Linked DNA regions of Xenopus laevis: region 1 is linked to region 2. A link is a contact called in public Hi-C data. All regions are on one chromosome and are shown on one strand. Each heading gives the region's core, a stretch centred on a gene start, on an enhancer-like site or on the middle of the called end of the contact. The rest is flanking DNA. Distances are from core to core; before and after follow the strand shown. Region 1 has its middle 8.6 kb from the start of hnrnpa3.L. Region 2 overlaps pde11a.L (dual 3',5'-cyclic-AMP and -GMP phosphodiesterase 11A).

Region 1 (7,455 bases), core at 3,971-6,470, 320 kb after region 2:
GCCACCTCAAGTGATTTATTGGCTTACCTGAAACCCCGGGCCAGTGCTCCTATCAGCAGAAAACTGCACCAGCCCGGTATTATACAAGTGGGCACCATAGATCAATCCTCTTCCGTCTTTCTCTTTCCTTTGCGTGGCTGCACATGCACAGTAGAATGAAATGCAAACTTTAATTAAAAAGGCGGCTATTTCGTTCAACTGCGCATGCGTCTCCCCCCAGGAAATTTGAAGAGAGAAGATGCTCCGTGGTGCTCACTGGTATAACCCTGGGCCGGTGCAGTTTTCTGCTGTTAGGAGCACTGGCCCGGGGTTTCAGGTAAGTATATACAATCACTTGGAGAAGCCTAACATTTGGCACCCCCAAGTGTACAAAGCCTTTCCTTCTCCTTTAACATGCTTCATGCATTTCATGCTTTTAACTGAATACAACCTCCTATTTATAAAAATAGTATCTCCTGAATCACTACTAAATAATACTGCTCATTCATCTCTTCTATTAGACTTGCACATTATACTATATTGCCTCAGTATTTTAAAAGATCAGACTAATCAACTGCATGCGTAATTAAAATAATAGATTTACCTGTATTACTGTTTTGAAACCACTTGTAGCCTGCAAGGGGTTTTCCCCTTTTGTCCTTACATAACTTCTTCTGCAGAAATGTACCCTACTTACAATCCTTGGGGTGTAGGTAGGAGTGGAAAGGCCTAATTTCTCAGTTTCCATCTTTTCTTTCCACATGCCACCCTCACTATCCTCAGCTCCAGTTCATAGATTGTAACCTTCTTTGCTCTAAGGGGCAAATTCACGAAGCGCCTAACGCTAGCCTCAATTCGCTTGCGTTGGTAATTTTCTTTACTTCGCAAATTCACTAACGAACGCTGGCGTACATTCGCTAGTGTTACTTCACACCCTTACGCCTGGCGAATTTGCACAACAGATGTAGCTACGCAAATTCACTAACGCGCGCATTGTACTGAATGCTACCTCTACGCTAGACTTCCTTCGCCACCTCAGACCAGGCGAAGCGCAATAGAGTAGATAGGGATTGCTTCAAAAAAAGTTAAAATTTTTTCTAAGTCCCAAAAAACTCTGGCGTTTTTTCTATATTATGGGTGATAGGCTGAAAAAGATCGAAAAATGTTTTGGGGCTCCCCTCCTTCCCCCCTACATTTCCTAACTCATGGCAACTTAACTATACAGTGGGCAGATGTGTAGGGCAAAATAAAAATTTTATTTGATGTTTTGAAGGTTTCCCAGGCATTTGTAGTGCTGCTACATATTCCTCCATTGAAATTTGAATTTGGCGCCGTATGCAAATTAACCATCGCTAGCGTAACTTCGCTTCGCTTAACGAATCAACGCTAGCGCAACTTCGCAACCTTACGCTACCCCTGAGCGCAACTTCGGATTTTATTGAATTTGCGGAGCGCTAGCGAAACTACGCCTGGGAAGTGTGGCGAAGTGCGGTGAAGTGCGGCGAAGTTACGCCTGGTGCAACAACGAATCTTAGTGAATTTGCCCCTAAGCCTCCAGACAGAGGCAATATGTTTTTTACTCATTCCAATGCTAAAAGACTATGTTATTTGCTATTGCTACACCATGTTCACACTGTCATTCTTGCTATTTTCTTCCCCACCATGCTCATCCATCACCACTTCCACCAAACTGAGACAATTTAGCAGATGCTGAATTGATTTAGCTTATCTGTCACTTGAACACAATGAAAGGACTTTCCATATAGTTTTTATGAAGTGCTTGCTGTGTTATTTATTGTACATTTACTTGCTGAAATTATACCTTTATGCTAGGACTGTATACTTAATTAGAGTGCTTCTTCAAACAAATACACAGTGTCATGCCTGCTGGTAGGACATTCCTGTTAACATAGCTGCCTTACATCAGATTTGAGCCAGTAGCAGAAAAAAAATAAAACTATAAACTCATCTTATCAACAGCTGCCCAGAGCACACTGAGCATACTGAGCATGTGCAATATCACTGACACTCAAAAGATGTCCTAAAACTTTGGGCACAACTGGAGGGCCATATAGTAAGATGTTGATCTCCTGTGGACATCTTTGAAGGCCTGAATCACTACTGTTACAGGCTGATGTGCATAAATTATAGCATCTCTAGCAATAATTATCTTTAGGCTTTAGTTCTCCTTTAAAAAGGATACTTTATACATTTAGGGGCAAATGCATCAAGGGTCGAATATCGAGGGTTAATTAACCCTCGATATTCGACTGGGGAATGAAAATCCTTCGACTTCGAATATCGAAGTTGAAGGATTTTGCGCAAATAGTTCGATCGAACGATCGAAGGAATAATCGTTCGATTGAACGATTAAATCCTTCGAATCGAACGATTCGAAGGATTTTAATCCAACGATCGAAGGATTATCCTTTGACCAAAAAAAGTTAGCCAAGCCTATGGGGACCTTCCCCATAGGCTAACATTGAGTTCGGTAGGTTTTAGGTGGCGAACTAGGGGGTCGAAGTTTTTTCTTAAAGAGACAGTACTTCGACTATCGAATGGTCGAATAGTCGAACGATTTTTAGTTTGAATCGTTCGTGTCGAAGTCGTAGTCGAAGGTCGAAGTAGCCCATTCGATGGTCGAAGTAGCCAAAAAAAACACTTTGAAATTCGAAGCATTTTTTCTTCTATTCCTTCACTCGAACTTAATGAATGGGCCCCTTACTGTTGTCTTTTTTTTCTTACTGACTTAAAGGTTCAGTCTTGCCCAACTTTCAATAATCTCATATGATGGCTTGATTATGATGTTGAATTTGATTTCATGTGCAAAAATGCCACATTTTATGAATTAATCCTTAGAAACAAAACACAAAGCAATTATGTATAATGCAAATGTGAGCATAGCACCAAATTTTCATAGAAAAGAAAGTAGAACCAGAATCTTATAGAGCAGATTTAAAATTGAATTTTAAATGTGTTTTTGCTGTCATTTTGACACTGTACATGACCCTTAGACAAGTACTGAATTTGTCCTTTTTTTACACCTGCGGAACTAAGCATTCATATATAAGCACAAAGATATGGAGCTTTTCTACAATAGAAATAGAAATATATTAAAGCCTTTTCACCTTAATTTTCTAGCCAAGGAAAATTATAAAACGATTATAGCTCCTGCTTTAATCTTTTCAGAGCAGAGAATCAAGTTCATGCCCTGAAGCATTTAAGAAATGGGAATATCTTTGGTAGGCAATCTTTCTGACTTTCATTAAGTATTTACTGAGCTGAAAGTTAGAGAGGTCTGCAGAATGCAAAGTGAGATCGGCTAATTATTTATGCACATCCCATTGTACATAATTAAAAAGTATTCGTTCCCTGCAGACATAATTCGTGAAGAGTTATAGGGAATGCCTGTGTGTGCGGCTGCAGCTGGAATAGCCAGGATTGCAACAGGGATTATATAATAATATAGTCTGTCCTAATTCGAAGCAATAACTACTGTATATTCAGAGCACATGCTGCTTCTATGTTTAAGAATATTTTGTAATATTCATGAGTGGTAAAAATGATTGGTTTATGTATGGCCTTGCTTGTTGAGTATAATGAACCGAATGTATTCATGGGAGTCCACTTATATTTAATTCAAGAGAGAAAACAGTATAGTAGAACCCACACATATTACTAAATACAAATATATATTAACCCCTTATTCGTCAGTGACCTAGAATGTAAGTCACTGGGGCAAATTCACTAAAGGGCGAATTTTCACCAGAGAAGCCACACTTTGAGCCACTTTGCCAGGTGTGAATTAGTTTCCACTATGCTAATTCACTAAAATGCAAAGTTGCGTCTCTGTAACCGAACAATGGCAAAGTTTTGCTAGCGTTAATTTGTCAGCGCAAGCATTTCATAGCGAACTTTTGGTAATGTTCACTTTAGTGAACGATCGTTCACCTGAGCAAAAATAAGTCTGGCTATAGGGCGTTAAACTATGCTAGCGACTGCCCCTTTCATCAGTGAATTGTCATCTATGACTGTTAGTAAACTGGCGATGTACCTGCGGATGGGATTTCTGGCAAATTGTCGCTAGCGACAGCCACTTAGTCCTTTAGTAAATCTGCCCCAGACACCAAGAGGCAGATTTTCTAACATTTGGATTTCTATTTTTTTCACAAATCACATTTTTTCTCTAAAAATTTGTTTTTTTAAATTACATTTTCTAAAAATGTAATATTTATTAAATGTAAAAACCATGAAAAACTCAAATACAAACCTTGGCCAAGTTAAAGAATTCAAAGTCCCATAGAAGTCAATTGGAGCTGCGCTGATCCTATTGGACCTTTTTTAAGCCATTTACATTTTTAGAGGTTTTCGTGTTTTTTTCCCGCTAGTATTTGTACGAAAAATTGGATTTTTATATGTTTTTGTATTTTTAAAGCATCTTTCAGCTTTTTTAATAATGTTCATGGCATTTGTGGTTTTAGAGAAAATCAGTTTAAAGGGGGTTTCAAAAATCTCTAATACCACAAAATTTGACCTTTAATAACTGGGCCTACCCAGTTTAGAGGCTACTAGTGTATAGCGTTGATCTGCAGGTAGAATAATGCAAGCAAATGATTAACCAACTCATTTCTAATATGATTTAAATAGTCACATTCTGAAACAACCCCTTTACACTTTCTGCACAGCTAAAGAAAGACTCAGTAATAAAAATACAGTAAACCCAGCTTTTAAAATGTTCTTTTTCGAAAAAACTGCAAATCATTGGTTTTCTTTTTAGTTTCCTTAAATAGATGGGTTCATTTATATTCTGCAGGACAGGGGGCACAGTTTTTGCTCTAGCACTTGCTAGACCCCAGAGTGACAGGAGCATATAGTTAAGTAGGGTTGAAAAAACCCAAATTTTCATCAAGTTCAACCCCTCCAAAAGAAACCAATACACATACATACACATACGTATACAGACCTATCTGTACCCTCACATGTATGAGTAACTATATACAGTTTACCAATATTTCAACTAACTTACGATCACAATAGCCATGAATACTTTGATTTCATCCAAATAAATGAAAATAAATTATATAATGTATTTACTATTCAAAATATATAGCCTGAGCACTACCTGCAACTATCAACCTGAAGCCTTTAAATGCTTGCTTACTTGCACTCAGCATTCCACAGTGGCCTCAGATTTAGATTAGATTTAGATTCACAGATAAAGGAGCTGTGCTGTATCTGCTGCTGTCATCTCAATGGGTCAGTAGGTTCCCTTCTCTTATGATAGTTATGTGCACACGCATATTCAACCACAAGTGCAGTGAGCCAATGCTTTTAATAAAGCTAAATGTGCTTGATTAGCCCCTCATGGCTAAACAGCAACTTGTTTTTATAAACTATAGTAGTCTTTCTGAAGCAAACAAACCAGTTTTACCAGTGCAGGGCAACAGTTTATTATATTGTCATTCCTTTAAAACACTTACATTTTTTGGTGTTACTGTTCCTTTAAGCAAATGCTGCTTTCAATAGCAATTGGCTTTACAAAGAACTTTAAAACCACTGAAAAGGTTAAGAAATGTATATTGGAAAGTTGCTTAGTATTATGTTTTCTTTTATTAGGCAAATTTTTATTTTGGAGTTGACTTGCCCTTCAATATATCCATTTCCTCAGGCTCATTAAGTCACACCTATTGGTAAAATGAAAAGGCATCTAATCCTTCTCCCTGCAGCAGTATTTTAGCATTACAAAATAGGCTACAAACAGGAAATGTTAGAATTTCTTATAGCCCCCCTAATGAAATCAAGCATATATTTAGTTAACTGCACAAATGTTCAGCTGCATCAATATTTTATTCTGCTTGAGGAGAACACTGTAGTGACATTTAAAGTGGATCTAAGCCCCAAAAAGTAATGTAAAGTTGCCCAGCGTGCTCATTTGAGCATCTTTACAATTTTTATTGACTATTTTTTTGCTTTTTGTTTTTACCAGTTTTACACTGCTAATATCATGCTTTTGGCATTTCAGTTCCCAAATACTTATTTCATATCCCATATTTGAAACAGCTAGCTGATGTTTTTTGGCGAAGCTAAAGAGGGACTAAATGTAATAATCATAATATGCAGAAAGGAAGCAGATACTGTAGAGACACACCAGTCTAACTGTTCAAAGAATTGTTGAAAAATGCAAAGGCTTATCACACAGTCTGAGCTTTCCAGAGAAATTCTTGCTCTCTGCTTTATTTGCTGTTCTGTACTAATGAATAACATGGAAGATGTTCTCTATGGCTAATCCTTCTCTAGCAGAAAGAAATCTTTCTGTAATGGTACATGGGACATGTTGTCAACTGTGTGAAATCACCTCTCTTGCATCCTCAAAATATCTTCCCATTGTAATCACTCTATCCCTTCTGGTGCAATATACTTACTCCTGCAAAGTAAACAGAAATGGTCATTGTCAGCACTAGTATTCCTGGGCATCGTTAGGTTTGTATTACAGAAGAGAGGCCTAATTTTAATTGTCCAGTGTAAATCCTATAACACTCCCTATTACACTAATGCCGTGGTACTTCAACCTTTTCATTCAGGCACACAACATTTTGCCCAAGAAATGTTTTGGGAGCCCAAATGAGACGCTCTACACTACACCATTTTTTATCATAAAGGCTAATATTATTTAGAACATCAAGGAACAAGAAACACTATAAATTATATTTAAGACCTGTTTTTTTCCCATTAGTTCGTCTGTCGGCTCCATATTTACATATGTTGCATTGCGGATTGGTACCACTGTCCAGCAAGGAATTATTTGTCAAACCCACCGCTTGCTATCTATATATGGATCCTACAGGCAGGTAAAGGGACAATAAAAAAATATATTTAATGCTTATATTTATTTTTCTGATGAGCCTTCTACCCAGCTAACACACATCGACATCACAAGCTCGGGTCGTGACCCAGTGGTAAAGACACAAGCACTACAGGCATATAACTATATTAATCCAGTCTGTATGCAAGTGTGTGGTCATGCAATGCTTGCTTTTAATTGCATGTTATAATAATTTGCCATAATTGAATACTAAACTCAGTTTATTACAGTGCAAGTCTTCTGCAAATCGCACATGAAAATTCAGATTCAAATTTTGTTGTATTTGATGTCTAACTGTCAGAACATGTTACAACATACTTTTTCATACAACAAAAGCTTATGCCTGAGCTTTATTGCCCCTTTAAATTTTTATCAGGTCAATACTGCAGATCATTTTGTTTCATATCCTACAAAATATAAGGTGCTTCTGGTAGGCTGAATGCGCAGCAATACGTCAGATGTAACTGATGCCTCTATATTACTAATTTGTGACATTTATTTGACACCATATTATTTTTTCCTCATTTCCCTAGACAGAAAAAACTGGTAATTACATGGTGATATTATTTTATGTGACAACTATAACATTTCCAGCAAGCTTTTAACAATCATGG
Region 2 (7,518 bases), core at 1,554-4,053:
AACTCAGAGTTATAGAGCTGAAAAGCAGGAAGTAGTGTTCTGGCTATTATGTTAGACATCCAGTCATTCCAGCCTTTATACATTACATTTTTGGCTATATTAGAAACATTTTTTTATTTTGCATAGCCCATCTATTTACACCGTTTTTATTTTCACACTGAACTGTTCCTTTAAGGTATGAAGATCCAAATTACGTAAGATCTGTTATCTGGAAAACCCCAGGTACTAAGCATTCTGGATAACAGGTCCCATACCTGTACCTAGACCCACACTAAAATTTAGCATTAATCTGTTAGATACTTTATTTTTCACCTCTGGAGTCAGTGCCAAAAAAAAGGTAAACGACTTCATGATCTAGACATTGCTGCTATCTATCCAGGGTTGCATATATCCAGCTGGTGCTGCCCTATACACACAGCTCTCCCCACCCCCCCTTTTCCCCCTGATCAGTACATCAGCAGGACAGTGTTAATGCGTGCATCAATTAAAAGAGAGAGGGTTACTCGCCACTTCTCTGGCACACTTTCTTTTTTCTTTATAGGCATAAGTAGCTGCACTAATTCCCTAAGTCAATATGCCCTCGCCATGAGCTTACCTCAAGAGGTGGTGGGTGAAGTCACAAGTAAAAGAGACAAAATTCTAGTTTTTCAGTGTACAGAGAGGCATTTTCCCATCTTAGTAGTGATGGTTCTCACTAGAGAATCCTCTTGCCTCTGTAATTGAGCGTGTGGTGTCTAAGATTCACTTTTAGGGCAGGTTTATATCCCCTATAATGCCAGTATAACATAGATAGAACTTAAAGTAAAAAAAAAATACATTTTATTTAAGAAAAATAAAATGTGCACAATTTAAATGAAGGTTGTGTTTTGTGCTTTGCCTGGCTAACAGTTTTCTAAATATTGAACAATTGAAACTTCCACTAGGTGGCAAGATTGTACCACATAAGGAATAACAAGGATTGCTAGAAATCATTTAACACGTCTGACAATGTCTCAAAGCTAAAATATAATTCAAACAGAGAAATGTGCAGAATGACTTTTCTTGTATCCACTCGGAATGCTATAATTCTCTGGGTACCGGTCAAGAAATGCTGCATCAGAGATAATATGCCTGTTTTTATGCTGAGGCAAATAGATGCATGAACCATGAATGACCTTGCCATAACGTCATCTCCAGACAGGGGAGAGAAGCTATAAAATGCCAGCCTGAGTCTGACACTAGGTGTCGCTCTTTACAGCATTAAAGAGGTGCTTAACTGCAGCAGGTAGCATTGGGAAAAGAATGTAAATAAAGATGTTCAAAAGGTTCCTATGTATAAATGGGCATACATTAGCATAAATCTGGTACCGTATCATTGCTCTGTATTTTTTATACTATACACAATAATAAATGGAATTAATTCGCATTACAAATACAGATTTACTGCATCTCTATGGTATGGTTTATGCAGCTTTGTCGCAACCTTTGCATCTATGTGCAACTTAACCCCATGGCTTAATGGAACATAAATACATCTCTTTTCTGTGATTAGTGCATGCAAAGACTGTACTGCACATATGTTATTAGCAAAGGGGAACTAAGTGCTAGTCCTATGCCAAGGGCAGCACTGGACCCAAATGCATCTCTCCCTATGTCGGGAACACTTTAGTGTCAAGAAATGAAGCACAGCCTCAGAGAAAGCTTTTGGGAAGGCTGATTAGGGCTGGGAGTTGTAGTTTAACAACAACACTGCATGGTTATTTCTTTTGTCATTCTTCCCCTTCAAATGGAGCCTAAATCTCCTTGTCTAAGCCCCAAAACACCTGGGAGAAATACAGGGATTCTATAAACAGGACTAGGCATGTAAAAAGCAGTGGGCTCTGTTGCTTTCTAATTGTCTTCTTTTAATGCTCCAGAAAACTCTTAATGGATTGTGATGTGTTGCCAAGATGAACTATAACTCTCCCCATTTCTCCAGGGCCAGAGACCCTGCTGATACCATTTCCAGGCTTCTCTTCAATCCATACCATGACTCTAGTGGGAAAGGGGTTAAATATTTTTCCCAGTAACCTTCACAGCACGGAGTATGTACCTTCTCATTACAATAAAATATCCACAACCAGAATGGACAGTAATATTAATATAGTGTATTAGATAAGAGCAGAAATGGCCATGATACACATTGGACCATATTCTTGGTTCTGTAATATATCTATGAAGTGTGGGGGTGTATAGTGAATAGGTTAATGGAGGTAACACATTTTGTGTCATGCAGCAAGAGCAATGGGTAGGGAGTAGAAACAAGAAGCTGCAAAAATGAATGCATGCCTGTCAACTCCCCTGGATTTCCCAGAACGTACCTGGTTTGGGGGGGGGGGGTTTACATTGCTTGAATGGGGTTGTCTGGTCTTTGGGGTGTTAGGTTACTGGAAGGTGATCAGGTTACAGTAATGTTTATTCGAAAGGTGGGATGCTATGTTCCAAGGGCAAGCTTGGTAAGGGGATTGGTATCTGATATACTGCAGGGTTGCAGGTTAGGGGTGATATGGTTATGGTGGGTAGGATTGGGCAGGGTTGATGATGCCCCAGCCATGATAACCATTGCAGAACACAACCTATGTACTTAAGCATTTATTAGCACTGTGGCCTGACACATGCAGTATTTATTTTATTACATATTTGGGACCCAGCTATTGCCTTCTCATAGGAGAAAGTTCTGCCGTTCCTTTCCTACTTAATAAAAGAAAACATTTAATGGATGAACACTAGATGGCACTGTAGATTGAAACTAGAATTTACCAAAGCTGTAGCACACAAAATGGTTACCTTTGTCCACTGCTCGCCAGCATAATATGTCATGATGGATGATATAGAGCTCAGAAATATGTACTTACTGAATGCATTCGCTTTGTGGTTTATCTGACTGTTAAATCACATCAGTTTAACAGCTCCAGTTGACCTTACAACTCACCCTTAAACACATTTAGGTATAGAAATGAATTATAGATGTGTGAATACTATTAGATGAACCTGTTGCGCAGCTGCACAGGGGTATTAGAGGGGCACGGCAGGATTTTATCATTTAGTTTTCCTGTTGCTTATTTGCCCTTTGTGCGTTCAATTGTGCCACTCTTCCTTGTCCTCAATCCCTTACACCCTATATTGATAAGGGGTTTCTGCTTGTCCTGTTCTCCCCTTTCTCTTTTACCCACAATGCAGCATTCTTTCACAGAATTCCAGAGCAGTTGTGCTCACTGAAAAATGTGTAAGTGCAGCTGATGTGTCAAGTCTGGTGCAAAAGTTGTGCCCAAGGCATACTTTTTAAACCATGTGTGCACTTCAAAGTTTCATGTGGGCATTTGGAGCATGTAGCATCAGCAATGTTTGTGCCCAATTCAGCATACACAGGGAGCCCTATGTGCAGCTTATTATGTTCAGCATACCATTAGGCAGCTGGTAGACTGACACACAGCTCTAGTATAGAAGAACATATATAGGTTTATAACAAGTGGCATATAACTAGTGGAGAGTATACAGACATTGTGTCCCGGCCTGTTAAGATCCTGTAACCGCCCTGTAGCCAGAATCCTATCCCACCACCCACAAACAGTTTCCTACTCCCTGGGTGTGGTGGGTACCGTGGTCCAAATGACCCCACTTTTGTGAATGATAAATTGAATGATTGCACTTTGCCATACAATTGTAAATAAGCCCTATAGTGTTACCTCTCTAAGGCTTCCAGGACCAAACACCCTTATCACTAGATACAGCGCAAGACTGACCTGGCAGGACACGCACGAAAAACCCATGCTGCCGCTCTCCCGGATGAGGGATGAGCAACATGACAGCGGTGAGGGGCCTTGTAGGCCCTTGAGGTCGCAGCTCCCAGTGGGGGGAACACCCCAGTCCAACACTGACAAGATATATAATATTTAAAAGATTTACTTTTCCATGTCTTTGGCCCAGGACATTTTGAACTAATTCAGCCTTATCAGAACTGTTTCGATCACATGGAAAATTGTAATGCAACTATATATTTATATGTAGAATTTATATATATATATGTGTGTGTATTTATATAGCATACATACACACACATAGTAAATATACTACCCATTTAATTTCTCCTGAGAAATGTTACCAATGAATAAAGATCAGTTTCCTGTTTAATCTTCCAAGCAATTATCTGATTCCATATGCCATGCCAGAATCATCCCCATAAACATGCGAGTTTATGTACAAGTGCTTTTGGGGAATCAAATGGCTGAGTTATTTAGTGCAAATGTTCAAATAGATTTAAAGCCTCAGTGTTGCCACCATAGGCTGATTAAAGTCAGGGATTCACATAGGCAGCAGTGGGAGAAATCCATCACACAAATAAGAAGCTAATAGGACAATACATTAGTCTATGTTAAAAAGACACTTAAAGAAGTGATTATGTGTGTGTGTTATGGCTTGAGTCCTCACAACAAGGGGACTTATTCCTGATGATGTGTCAGTGCATTACCTCGGGAGCCAATACTTCTTAGGTCAGCTCTGCCTTTATGTGTACTTTACATCTTGCACCCGTTTATGTAATGTGTTGTGTGGCTGCAGACTGACTCTGGCAACATCTGGATAATATATGGCTGCATGACACTGTTAACATACCCTTTAATCAGTGCTGGTGTGGAGAATGCTGGGAGTTGTAGTCCAGCAATATTCATTCACCACCAGTTGGCAGTGTACAAAACCTTATAAAAGGGATGCAAGGTTTAAAATAAAAATTATGCTAGAAATAAATGGTTTGTTTTGCAGCTGAATTGCAGAACCAGCAATCGAATATACTGTAAGCTTGTCAAATTTAAAAATAAAAAATAATGTTTATAGTTATTCGCATCCCCCAGAACATATTTATTGGTGAAAGGAAAGAATGAATCTTTGTGCAGGACACTCCATTGTCTGTTCTCCCATGTGACTGGTTCACTGCGTTTGTGTTGGCTGCAGACTGACTGTGAACTTTCATTAGCATTAATACAAATGAATGGGAAGTGTTTCTTAATTGTAGAATGCTTACTGTCATTCCAGATTTCTAAATTGGCGACAGAAAAATCTGAAACACCCAAACATCATCTTTTTTCCATTGTAGTATCACACTGGCACAGCTATTGTACGGTGTGTCTCTTTTATCCCTGTAATGGCTTTGTTCAGAAGCAGCCAGTAGCCTGATATTAATAAAAGCAGCCATACTCTCCAGTATAGTATTGGAAATAGAGAGGTTTTTAGATTTACATTGGAGTGGAAGCAACCACAGTATACATATATATCAGATCAGCATCTGATCTCTACTATGGGTGCTGTTAGAAAGAGTAGGGTGGTTCAGTAAAAAGAGATCCATAAATCAATCATGTCAAGTCTGCATCCTGTAGCATTTGTTGAACTGCAACTCCCTGATCTCCTGACAGCCTTCAGTAATTTAACATAATGTTACCATTTAAGAGTGTGGTGATCCAAGCAATGGTTCAGAAAGGCTGAAGTACAACCAGATGAGGACAATGACTTTATGAAACAGTTGGTCGGACTTTGGTCTGAATGACCAGATCAATGAAATTTGTCATTCACGTGTGCCCAAAGTGCTTATGGCAATGGTATTGCTTGAGAGCCTACTGGGAATTCCAGACTTTAAATGGCAGCCTAATCAACTGAGAGGTGTGATTTGGAACATTTTTGTGGGGACCAATAGACTGGGTGTTTCTGGTTGGCCTGTGGACATGTGGACTCCAGGTACAGTGGGAAAATGGGGCCTGCCTCTGTCCCTTGCTGGCGATCCTTCAGCACTGTCTGTTTACTTCTTTCTCTTCCATTGACCCCAGTTCAGAGTGAGCAAGTGACATGAAAGTGAGGAAGCAAGTGAGGGAGTGGGTGGAGGAGCTTAGGCTCTAGCAGCAATGTCTGTGGTGAAGTAGAGCAGTTTTGGTGTAAACTGGCAGAGAACCAGGCCAAGTTATATTGCCTTGGATGCTAATACTACCTGACCTAGCTCTGAGTGGCCCCCAACATTTCTTGGCAAACTTTGGCACCCATGCCTTTCATGAACATTGTAGCCCCTATGCATTTCACAGTAACATGTGACCCACAATTATTTCATCATAGCCTTGTCATATTTGGTCCTTGAGAGGTAAATAATGTGATTACAGTGCACAGATCACCCGCTTTCATAATGGACTCCTGCTAACAAAATGGTCACAACAGTAGGTAAAGGGGGGGGGGTGTTGTATATTGGTAATCTTAGTATATAACAAGGACCTAACATGGAGTAGCTTCCATTTCCATGTTAACCCTGTCTATCTTAAGAAATAACAAAAAACTTTTGTTTGCAATAGGCAAAAATTATGTTCAGCACAATCCATATTCATTGCACAAGGGATTATACTGCCCCTTTAATAAGTTAGATAAAATAAAAAGATAACCAGTGTAGCACTAATAGAAAGATTTGTACTGGAGAATATTCTTGCATCTGTTTGCACACTTTGCACCTTGCATTGTTTGTATTCATAACTGAGCCTGGAAGAATGTGAGATACACAGTATATATATATATACAGTAGTATGAGTGGTTCTGTGCTGCATAAAGGAGAAGTAGTGTAGGTAGCCTCCCTGGTGACTTTAGGGACCTCACTGAATAGGGTTCATAGTAGTGAGTTCTTGGTAGGCTGGTGCTGTATGCCTTTCCAAAGTGACAGGACTGTTGTGCAGAGCCTGTGATCCACTGAAACTAGTCAGTGTACCAAGTGAATTTCCTTTTTTAAAATCTTGGTTTCTCAATAAACCCAGTATGCCTGTTTAAGAACCTCTGGTGTAAAAAAAATTATTTGAAACTGAGTGAGATAGTTAGAGCTTAGCTGCACTGATCCTGTGAGGGCCCAGTTGAGAGGGGTGAGTTGCATATGGCAGTGCAGCACTTGGACAGCATTTATCAAAACCTAAATACCTGTGGATTTGAGAAACATGTTGTTGTCTGGTTTTTCTATATCCATCACGTTATGACATAGTGCTGGAATAAATACCCCTTAATGAATACTACCAGAAAGCCTCTAATCAAGCCATGTGTAAAGTATGTGCTTTATTAGATGTGACACTCATTTTTTAGCACTTTGTATTTCCACATTAGCATAAGGAGGAGGTGGCCCCTTCCCCAGCAGGGTACCATCAGGATATCCTCTCAGAGAGGAAATGTTGATGATTAATTCTAACAGATCCATCTGTATTACTGATGGATACTTCCCTGCTCCTGTGTCAATATTCTCCCTGAAAACATACATTTCTTGGAAGGGCCAATAGATATTTCTATGTACCAGTAGATGGCAGAGGACTCCATGTGTTGTTAGAACCAGTGTTGTGTTTGCTGATGACTCTGCTGTCGACAATGAAATGCTTTCCATTAACACAGAAAAATGCACAGCGTGTTTTACAAATTGGTTCTTAAATCTGGTGTGGAGGGGGCTTATCAGGTGCTTATTCCTGCATTATCCCTTTCTTAAGCAATGCACAGACAACCTTG

What was found. Hi-C and Micro-C count contacts between places; a contact is called where the count stands out from the background.
Region 1: a contact with region 2 is called in a Hi-C map of the XL177 cell line, with 11 times the contacts expected there. The contact joins two enhancer-like sites. A contact is called at or near these places in 2 of 4 Hi-C or Micro-C datasets (the XL177 cell line and the XTC cell line).

The regions. Positions count from the first base shown.
Region 1 is chr9_10L:77,973,526-77,980,980 of Xenopus_laevis_v10.1, forward strand. No RefSeq gene overlaps it. Among protein-coding and RNA genes, the nearest start is that of hnrnpa3.L, 8.6 kb to the left of the region's middle. Within about 2 kb of position 5,221, at least 1 of the 7 cell types and tissues checked has an H3K27ac peak or open chromatin away from gene starts, as enhancers often do.
Region 2 is chr9_10L:77,655,153-77,662,670 of Xenopus_laevis_v10.1, forward strand. The region is part of intron 14 of pde11a.L (dual 3',5'-cyclic-AMP and -GMP phosphodiesterase 11A); the gene reads left to right. Among protein-coding and RNA genes, the nearest start is that of pde11a.L, 180 kb to the left of the region's middle. Within about 2 kb of position 2,804, at least 1 of the 7 cell types and tissues checked has an H3K27ac peak or open chromatin away from gene starts, as enhancers often do.